Regions from separate parts of the Mus musculus genome. Here regions 1 and 2 are each linked to region 3. Evidence: chromatin contacts called from public Hi-C and HiChIP or PLAC-seq data. All regions are on one chromosome and are shown on one strand. Each heading gives the region's core, a stretch centred on a gene start, on an enhancer-like site or on the middle of the called end of the contact. The rest is flanking DNA. Distances are from core to core; before and after follow the strand shown.

Region 1 (3,129 bases), core at 155-2,654, 120 kb after region 3:
ATCTCCCTTCATTAGTACCTGCAGTGGGCAGCTCTTCTTGGGTGTGGCATGAAGGGGAAGGCTTTTGCTCCTGGCCAAGCTTGCTCTGGTGTCAAAGAAACTGTTTGCAGTAAATAGCTTGAAATGAAGATGAGATTAAACAAACATGCTTTAAATCAACACATGTCTGTTTCTAATATATTTCTACTTGATTATTTATTGGAATATGCAAGAATACAATGTTGTGAAATCACTGAATGGCTGAGAGTATAATTTCTAATTCAATTTCTTCATCTTGCTGTTGGCAGTTGTTCCTCGGGCTCTGGGGATGAAACATTGAACTATAACCGAGAATCAGAAGGGCAGAAGGATCTGCCAGCAGTGGTGGACATGCTTAATGTATTTAAAGGATTAATGGGCTATTCAAATTAAAACCCCCAACAACAGTGTGCAATGCTAGCTCTCTAATGCATGCATGGCAACCACATGGGCTGCAGCACTAGCCCTTGCCTTACTTATGTATTGCAGGGGGCACAATAGAGATAGGATTTTTTCTTAGATCTTGAAGGCTGAAAATGCACTTTGGATTATCCCACAAATTAGAAATGTACATGTAGTACAAGATTTCATGTTTCTATTCTTACCTCAAGTAGTATAATATATATGGTTTGTGTGTGTGTGCATGTGTGTGTGTGCATGTGTGTATGTATGGTTCCAGAGTAGAATATAGTAAATATATATATATATATATATATATATATATATATATATATATATGAACATTTTTCTCCTACTACAGCAGTTTTAAATGGTCTCATGATTTAATGGTTTTTAATGAGGGCAGCAGTAGCAATTATTTCTATATGTAATGCAATATATTAGCCTCTCCAGATAGCAAAGTAGCAGTTCTTAAGGTAATATATGACTTTTCCAGTATTATTTAATTTTTCCTGTATGGCCAGCATTAGTAATTGAGAGTGTGATGTGAAAATGCACCAGCACTCTGGATACATTCCTCAGGCGGGAACCCTATAGCCCTTTCTCTCCCTTCCTTTAGTCAGTGCTCTGCAGTTCATAAACATATTCTCTGGTGCTGTGTTTCTCAACATTCCTGCTGCCACAACCCTTTAAGACAGCTCCTCATGCTGTGTTGAGACCCAGCCATGAGATTATTTCATTGCTACATGTAACCATAATTTTACTACTGGGATGAATCAAAATGAACATATCTGATATACAGGATATCTGATATGCGACTCCAAAGGAATTGCGGCCCACAGGTTGAAAACTACTGCTCTAGAGGTTTCTGTGTTGTAAACCCTATGGGTAGCAACCTCTGGCAAGATCTACCTAGGGCAGAAACAAGTCTATCTAGAATCATCAAGAGAACCTGCTGACTCAGGCCATTCGCTAGTCTTGTGACAGTGGCTGTCTAAATACGAAGGTCTACAGTCATACCCACGATGAGTCATTTGGGATGAATGAATAGATGAAAAGAGGAACCAGACCTCAAAATAGTATTTGTTGATTTTAGCTTACAACCAATGCATTATGGGGTACCACTACATGATTAAAAGCAAACAAAAACAAAAACAAGACAAAACTGACACCTCAGTGTTTAGTACTAACTGGAACTCAGCCTGCGCTTTATCACACTCGTTGTTACTTAACAACAAAGAACATTTCATAGTCTCTTTATTTCTAGTAACAAACATTAAAATAAAAAAATGTATTTCAGTGATTGGATGATCAAATTCTTCCCTTTAAGTACTTGCACCTAGCACCATCCAGTAGTTTGAAAAAGTAATAAACATAATTAGATCTTACCTATATTTGATACTGGGTAGAAAAGTCTGTAGATTTATAAAGACTGTTACTTTTCATGGTGTTAATAACTGGCAAGAGCTCAAAGTGAATTCGCCTAAGGTTGTACAATGATCTTAAGTCAACTGCTTTTGAATTATTCTCTGTGTTACTTTTTTCCTTCATCTGATGTTTTAGGCTTGCATTCTTTGCCCAGTCGTTAAATTTTAACTATTTCACTAATGACTTCCATCAACAGTTATATGTGAAGGTTTTATGGCAAAATAAATTATCTTCGAAGGAAAAGAAGGTCTTATAGAATTAGGTAGGAACCATGACGACATTATGGTAGTGTCTTTATCTTTGGGCAGTCAGGTTCAGAATCACTTGTGGGCAACAACTAAGCTGAGTGCTGTGGTATCGCCACTACTTTCAGTGCTGGTTGTGAACGGGCAGTGATCATGTTAACAGTGGCCACAACCTGATGACAGAGGTCTAAAATAAGACTGTTACATATCACCTAAAAATCAATCGGCATAGAGAATAGTTGAGTCCCATAAAAAGCCACTGTGCCTAAGTAGCTATGTCATTTGTGGCACACAGGTATTTTTTGAGAATAAAGTAGACGTTTATTCCATATAATTTTAGTTCAGATGTAGAGAAGAAAGAGAAGGTAATAATGAATACATTGCAAGTTACACACTGTTTGAAAAGGTACTGGAACTGATGAAGTTGCAAAAGCAATCCAGGAAGCTCAGGCAGGACGTCATCACACATAGTAAAAGTACAGAAGAACCTACAGAAGGAGGCATCAACTGGTGCGAGGGTAAAGGAGACACACTCAGGTGGAGAGGTGCTTACATTGAAGGCCTCTGCTGTGCAGTAACCGAAGGTCAGAGGATCATTGCTTATTGACTTCAATTTGCCAATAGAAAATATATTCTAATTATCCTCAAGCAGCATATATATTTTTAATAATAGCAGACAAATAGAAGTTAGCTGTTTATCATGACATATTTGTAGTGAAATAATTTTAAAGTGTGGGCTTCAGATAGAAGGAAAGCAGAATATTCGAGAATTGGTAAATTGCACAGAAGATGGCCAACACAAGAGTGAACGCAAGACAAGGAGGCTTTGCTAAATAATATTCTCAATGAGTCCAGCATCTTTATTTTATAAATGTAGGCAATGATGTAAGGAAATCTGACTCATTTTCTCAGCATTATATAATCATTGACTAGCAGGGAGAGATTTATAGTTAAGAATAGAGACTTGTATATATACCCTGTGATCAAGTCTCTGCATGTCTAAATTAAGGACTAAATGAATGGACTAATTGAAAATATA
Region 2 (3,505 bases), core at 349-2,848, 69 kb after region 3:
TGTGTCTGAGTGACAGTGGTCCCTCCGTGGTGATGTTATAAAAGCTTCTGCCTCTACAAATGTTAGTACTTTCTTTGCAAAGTGATTGTGGGAGTCACCCCCACCCAACCCAAATCCCATGTGATGTTTACTAGAGAACTGGACTCAGCCTTCCAGAGGTTTCTGTTTGCCTTCTTGGGTCCCTTCAGGTAGCATTCACTCTCTCAGACTCTATGCTCCCTCCACAGTGGCTTCTTTCTTTTGTGAAAGGCCTTTCATTGAGACTACACAGTTCCCTCACCTGCTCATCCTTCCTCAAGCATTGCCTGCCAGGTTCCCCCATGTGTCTATTGGGTCTCCTTCCTCAGACTTCATAGTGTCATTATTTGTTTGAGTTCCATCTCTATTACACATTGGCTACAGGAGTGCATATTCAGTATGTGGCCTTGGCACCTGTTTAACAGTCTTGCCTTTGGTATTGGCTTCTCAGGTATGGTTTAGATGAATGGGAAAGCATTTTTAGATGTCTGTCACATATATCGAATCCATCTAATTCAAGAAAAAAAATGACAATCATGAGTTGAATATTTTTGAGGATTTTTCAACTGGAGGTCTGTGTACTGACAACATTTCTAAGTAAAAGCCGGACACTTTTAGTTTGTGATCGTGACACAGCTCTAGGAGTGACAAGACCTACTTTCATGTTCTTCCTCATCTGGCTTCAGGTCCACACCTTGGCGTCAGCTCATAGGACTCTTGTTTTCATTCTTCGTCTTTCCTTAATTGTTTATAAAGTTATGTGAACAATGAAATTACTTCCTTCATCACACTGATCGCTCCATGCTCTGATGTTAGCTCTGATAATGAAAACAAGGGAAATGGGGAAGCTGGGGTTCATACACAGTGAGCACAGCTAGTGTTTGGGATAAGTACAAACAGACTCAGAGCAAGGTCAGGTAGCTTTAAATCATTGCTTCCTCCCAACTGATTTTCCATCATGCTTGGCTGAGACAAAGGGAAGTGAGATCTGTAGTTCTTTAGAATATATGTAATCTAGTTTTACATTTTGCAGAAAGTCTTTGGAATCTATGGATAGTGTCACCACACTATACATCTATTTCCTTTGTGGAGACACATTGTTTTTTGTCAGTCTTACTAATAGAGGCCCTTGATTTTGAGGGAAAAAAATCAAGAATTTTAAGTGCTTATCTACTTAATATTTATTTCAAAAGTCTGCATAGGTTTGTGAGTTTCTTGTTCATTGAATATGCGTAGGAAGAACAAATCGGCCACAGTTTTTGCTGACTCGTGGCCTTCATTTGCATTTCCTCGTCTGTGAAAAGGATATAAATGTGAAAAAAGGGAGATCTGGATGTTCACAGAGTTCTCCCTGAAGGTGTACAGCACATCCACACTGAGAGTATATTGCTGAGTTGCCAGGCCTAAGTAGGGGTTGAGGATCTCCACAAGATCCTGTCGCTGAAAGTAAGACCAAGAATGCATAGGGTTCTCCCAGAGTCCACTGCAGTTTCTCTTCTAGGAAGTGCTTGTCCTGCATATTCCTGCCTTCCTAGTGCGGTACTTACTGTAACTGCCTGTGGGGGTGGTGTGGTTTGTATCTTAAGTCTTCAACGTGTGGGGAAAGAGGACGGGCTTCCTGTTCTTTCCCAATCTATACTCACTTGTCTTCTGTTCGCCTTAAGAAGACGGTATTTAGATGCTTGTCTAAAGTTCTCGATAGAGTATTTCTTCCTCTTTGTTTTTCCTTCCTGAGTTCTTTCCTTCTTAAAAACAAACAAATCCAACAAAAGACAACCAACTAAAATGGCTTTCCTGGGAGTCCCAGAGACGTTGGGTTTGGAAGAGACACTGTTTTCATGTAAAGTCAGTGCCCAGTTCTGTGTATGAAATGAAAGTGTGGATGTCCGTTTCGACACCTGTGTCATCACGTGGAGTCTTGTTGATTTGGAGTTCACTTTCTTGGTATGTAGCTTGCAAATGTCAAGCAAGGAGCATCAAGTGGTAAAGCTGATGGGTAAATGGCCTTGGGATTCCTAGGAGATGCACAGTCAGGACAGAAAAATGGAATTAAATCATCCAAAGGTCATAGTTAATTCCATTGTAAAAGCACTGTCGTTAACATGTAGGAGGATTCTGTCTAAATGTGTCGCCTGATCCCGTGGGGCATTTGTAGCTCTGGACTCTTAGGAAGGGTTCCTACTGGAAACAGTTAGCCTGAGGCCTGAAGGATGACTCAGTGGTTGCTACAGTGCCGCTTACAGGCTGGACCCAGAGCAGGTGCCCAAAGGGTAGAGGAGCTCGGTGGACAGACAGTGGAGAAACATAAGTGTAGGTCTTGCCTGCGTCAGATGTGACCAGAAGGCAGTGAGAGGAAGGACTTATCAGACTGAAGTTTCACTGAGACACAGGCATTGTTTTCTTATCAACCTGCATTTTATATCTACCTCACCCTCCAAGTACATAAAGTAATTGCTGTTGTATCACCATAAAACCTGGGGAAACTTTGCCTGGAAGAAATTGGACTTGAAACAACGTAATTGTTGCCTAAGCACAAAAGTCCCTAAGGGACCATTTGTTTAATCCTCAAAAGTTGTGGCTCTCACGTTCTTTTAAGACATATTTAAATCAGTCTGCAGCATGTTGGAAGATGCGGCATGTCTTGTTAACCATCTTCGCATGACATAACATGCTATAAGTGAGATACAAAAAACTTTACAATTAGAAAAATACATTCATAACATTTAAAAGAGTGCAACAGAATCTCGGTCTGATATTGTCTGGCCATTTTCACCCAGTGTGGGCTTCTTACAAAGGATAAAGAGCTTGTGGGTTTTGATCTTAAACTTCACTTTTGATTCTTTATTTTCTTCCTCTACAGACCAATGGGATTGCAGCCATCGTAGCTATTTTGGTGTTGTTGCTGCTCTTGGGTGCTGCCTTGATGTGGTGGTTTTGGCCCCTTTGCTGCAAAGTGGTAAGAAGAATTTTCAACTCTTATTAATTTTTTTTCAAAGCACTACGATACAAAGTAAGGCCTGGTATATGAATCAATGTCACATGGTCCCGCAAATTAATTAGGGAATGGATTAATCCAGCAATTACAACAGCAACGTTTTAATTGGCAACTTGAATCTCCATTATTTTATAACTATAGTAAATCTTAGAAAATACTTGCTAATACTTGTAGCATAAAGCCCACCTCAAAGACAATTTGGAGCTCAGGTTGGTGGACAGAAGTGTCAGGAGATTGGAGGTAGATGGGATGAAAGTCATTTCCACTCAAGCTCAAGGATAGTTCTGATAAATGGATGCTGCTTTCCACCACCATCAGGAGAACCACAGGTTCTGTGGCTGTTTTAAAGGCTCATATCTTTGAAGGTCTACTACACACGATGTTCTTATATCTTACAACTGTAACGTGTTTTAGAGGTAAGTCCAATGCCAACTTAGGCTATCAGTTAAACAGGTCCTTTTAGAGACAGACAAACAGCTTATGCCATTTTAA
Region 3 (3,394 bases), core at 482-2,981:
ATTACCATTACTCTTGGTTGCCTACCGGAACTTGATGTCAAGACCCTTTAGCTGTAGACACCATGCATTTTGGACACAGGACTTTGAGGAACCCATCTGGAACTGACCTGTAGTCTCCCGAAATCTAGCTCTTATAGTCTTAGAATTGATTATGTGAGCTGCCAAGAGAGAAAAGCCATCAATAGTCCTGCCTACCAGTGAAGCCTGCAAGCCACAGGAATGGCTAACATGGAGAGATATGCTCATTTCTACAATATAGGGTGATAACTGTTTTCTGATTGGGATTAAGGCTCACTCCACAGAAAGAAACGTATCTTTCTCCAAGATACTCCAAGAGCCTGTGGCTGTGGTGCTCATGGGCCACAGGAATGAACCTATTACTTTGATGTCAAATAAATGGACATCAAAGCAAACGACCCTCTGAATTCATGTCTCTCTACTTGTAGATCAGCCAGCGCAACTCTGAGACCTCATCAGACAAGTTTCTCAGTGCAGGGGATGGTGGTTAATGCACAAACCCACAAATGGTCAAATCGAAGAGAATAAATGCTCGTGGATTGCCCAGCCACAAATGGGACATACAAATCACAAGCCCTCCTTAACGTTCCAGGACAATCCACAAAGGGTGGGAGTAAGGTGAGTGAAAAGATTCACAGAACTCTAGGTCAGGGGCACTACAGCTCAGCGCTGGCCTCTGGGCATGACGGGATTGCTGCATGCATGAACACACAGCCGCTGAGGTTGTCGCACAATATCCTCAGAAGATCAAGCCAGTCAACCTGCTAGCATGGAGTGGGAAACTTTTTTTTTTTTTTTTTTTTTTTAATGAAATCCCACCGGTCACCCTGGAGCTATGCACAGTAGAAGGCTTCCGAGTGGGGCTATGGTTTTCTTTAAGGGTGTGGTTCTTTGAAGGCTAAACCTACTCCATTGAATGGTCCCCACGTGGACCAGGAGTATATAGACTGCTCAAATTGGAGTCTATGGGTTCTTGACAAAAGGGACACGAAGTTGAGGTGTGTGTAGGGAGGTGAGGGTTGATTTCAGAGGAGTTAGGGGTAGGGAGGTGTTGGGTGTGTGTGTGTGAAAAATATATATGATCAGTACACGTCGCATGAAACTCTCAGAATTAATGAAAAATGGAAAAATTATCAAATAGAAAAAAAAAGAGAAAGAAAAGAGGAAGTCCCCTTTCTTAAACCTTAAATCCTGCGTCACTAGGTCGGTGTGTGATGGATGAAAGGTGCGGAGGGATGAGGCATAAGGCCGTCACTATCCAGGAGACAGCTGGTCCTGAGTCTCTAAACCACGCGGAGGGCCGTTCCAGCACAGCTGGGGAAAACAGGCCGGGCCAGGCTTGCGGGAGAGTTGGATATGTTTAGTATCTAGAGGACGTTTGTTTTTCAGAACTCCTCTCTCCCTTCCGAAATCTGGCAGGCGTTAGTCATCCGCTGCTCAGCACGAACCCTCAAGTGTGCTTGTGTGGCTCGTCGGGCTTCCTCCCGGCGCCCCGCCCTCGGGCTCGCACGAGCAGACCGGTCAGCGCCCACTCCCACCCCCCAGGCCTGAGGTGCCCGGCGGCCTGCCGCTCCCCCGGGTGCTTAGCATCCCGGGCTGCAGAGGCTCGCCCCGCGCGGCGCGGCGCCAGGTTGGGGCAGGGAAGAAAGTTATAAAGTGCCGCGAGGAGTTGGGCGGTCCGAGGAAGAGAGGCGGAAGAGGAGGACTCGGCTGAGTTCCCGCGGCGATCGTGGGGTCCGCGGGTGCCTGTCCCGCAGCTCACCACCGCAGCTAGACGCCAGCCTTTCTGCTCCCGGGTGGGCGCCGGAGACTCAGCGGGAGGCGAGGAACTTGTCCCGAGAGCTGTCGCTGCGGGCCTCATTGTCTGCAGCAACTCTCCGGAATCCGGAGTGGGAGAACTGGACTCTGTCCACTGGGATTTGCCCAGAGTTCCGGCGGCAGCTGTGGCGGCTGCGGAGACTCTCTTTGTCCTCCCAGGACCTCGCTCTCTCTCCTCAGTGGCAGCTGTTGGGTGGCTCTGAGCTTGGAGAGGGCATCCCAGCCCCGCTCAGCCTCTGACCCCCGGGCGAGTCCCCGGTGACTCCGCCTCTTTCACGTCTCTGCTCTGTGAAGCCCGGAGCCCAGAACCCCGAGCCCAAGGGACTGTGAGCCAGAGAGAGCTGCCGGGCCCCGGCCACAGGATGGTGGCCGGTCGGTCCCGGGCGCGCAGCCCTGGGAGCTGGCTGTTCCCTGGCCTGTGGTTGTTGGCTGTGGGCGGTCCGGGGTCGTTGCTGCAAGCCCAGGAGCAGCCCTCTTGCAAAAAAGCCTTCGATTTGTACTTCGTACTGGACAAGTGAGTGAAGGAGGACTGTGGGGTCAGGGTCTCCTGGGGGGAGGGCAGCTCTGAATCAGCTAGGACTGAAGTTGAGATGTGTTTGGATTCTGGGGGAGGCGACGAGGGAACTCTCCCTAGTGTGCATGTGGCTGACTCCTTTCAAAGGCAAGCTCATTAGCTGTACAGGAATAGGGGCTGCGAGACTCCAGGGCTACTTGGTTCTCCAAAGGAGAGGCGTGCAGTGCTTTTTTTGTCCTGGAATCTTTTGGGAAACGGTAGTGTGGCCACCTGCAGCTCGTTTCCTCCCAGGAACTTTTGTGCCTCTTTATCATACTCCCCCTAGACCCCCACGGACATTCTAAAGTTTGCCTAATTTTATCCTGATCACACTGGGAGCCAGGGGGGGGGGGGGAAAGCCTTAATATACCCAATGTGGCTTGCATTTCCTGAGAAATGAGGGCTTGTGTTTTTATTTTGAAAAGCCAGGTCTCTCTCTAAACAGTACAAAGCAAGTGTCCCCCCCCCCCCCCCCAAGAAGTGTGGTCTTCCTGGTTTCCTTGATTCAGCCCAAACACTAAAGTTTCAGCTCTGAACATGGACATGAACAAGCACACTTAACTTTGAAGAGGGGAGTCAGTCCCCGCCCCCTATCCCTGACCCCCGACCTCCACCCCCCATCATGCGCCTTTTAAAACTGAAGAAATGTTTGCCATTAAGGCCCACTTTTTGTCTTTCTGATCAATTTATCTTCCTTTTTCAGGTCTGGCAGTGTAGCAAATAACTGGATTGAAATTTATAATTTTGTCCACCAGCTGACAGAGAGATTTGTGAGGTATGTCTCCCCATCGTACCTTTCTTGGCATTGGAAAGGAAATCGAACAAACAGCCGGGTTTCCCTGTTCTAAAACCCTTCTCATGGGAAATCTTTCCCGAAATCAAAATGTTGAATTTTAAACGTCTCAAGGTGGCCCTTTCACACATGGTGTGCAGGCGAGACTTTCAGCTAACCCTTGCAAGTTCAATTTATCTGGCTCCCAGAAACTTGGCCCAGGGTGTGAGGGA

The links. Hi-C and Micro-C count contacts between places; a contact is called where the count stands out from the background. HiChIP or PLAC-seq counts read pairs in DNA pulled down with a chosen protein or histone mark.
Region 1: a contact with region 3 is called in an H3K4me3 HiChIP or PLAC-seq map of bone marrow-derived macrophages, with 2.4 times the contacts expected there. The contact joins the enhancer-like site here to the promoter of Antxr2 in region 3. A contact is called at or near these places in 1 of 39 promoter capture datasets (3T3-L1-derived adipocytes), 2 of 484 Hi-C or Micro-C datasets (bone marrow-derived macrophages and macrophages), 3 of 115 datasets of contacts at active chromatin or transcription factors (CD8 T cells, bone marrow-derived macrophages and embryonic stem cells) and 2 of 9 other capture datasets (adipose tissue and liver).
Region 2: a Hi-C map of neutrophils shows a contact between it and region 3, with 2.8 times the contacts expected there. The contact joins the enhancer-like site here to the promoter of Antxr2 in region 3. A contact is called at or near these places in 4 of 39 promoter capture datasets (the 3T3-L1 cell line, the C10 cell line, macrophages and 1 more), 1 of 15 datasets of contacts at CTCF or cohesin (the NIH/3T3 cell line), 12 of 484 Hi-C or Micro-C datasets (CD8 central memory T cells, erythroblasts, granulocyte-monocyte progenitors and 4 more), 7 of 115 datasets of contacts at active chromatin or transcription factors (CD8 T cells, the NIH/3T3 cell line, the SCID.adh cell line and 4 more) and 2 of 9 other capture datasets (adipose tissue and liver).

Annotation. Positions count from the first base shown.
Region 1 is chr5:97,912,401-97,915,529 of GRCm38.p6, reverse strand. All of the region lies in intron 16 of Antxr2 (anthrax toxin receptor 2), which reads left to right. Among named protein-coding and RNA genes, the nearest start is that of Gm34097, 67 kb to the right of the region's middle. Within about 2 kb of position 1,404, at least 33 of the 459 cell types and tissues checked have an H3K27ac peak or open chromatin away from gene starts, as enhancers often do. A contact at or near this core is called in 3T3-L1-derived adipocytes, adipose tissue, bone marrow-derived macrophages and 1 more, where this site is marked.
Region 2 is chr5:97,960,079-97,963,583 of GRCm38.p6, reverse strand. It overlaps Antxr2 (anthrax toxin receptor 2), which reads left to right. Exons shown (of 17, transcript NM_133738.2): 12 at 2,879-2,974. Among named protein-coding and RNA genes, the nearest start is that of Gm34226, 54 kb to the left of the region's middle. Within about 2 kb of position 1,598, at least 20 of the 459 cell types and tissues checked have an H3K27ac peak or open chromatin away from gene starts, as enhancers often do. A contact at or near this core is called in bone marrow-derived macrophages, macrophages and neutrophils, where this site is marked.
Region 3 is chr5:98,029,354-98,032,747 of GRCm38.p6, reverse strand. Antxr2 (anthrax toxin receptor 2) reads left to right here and starts at 1,731. Exons shown (of 17, transcript NM_133738.2): 1 at 1,731-2,350; 2 at 3,093-3,164. The coding sequence starts at 2,199. It also overlaps Gm42759.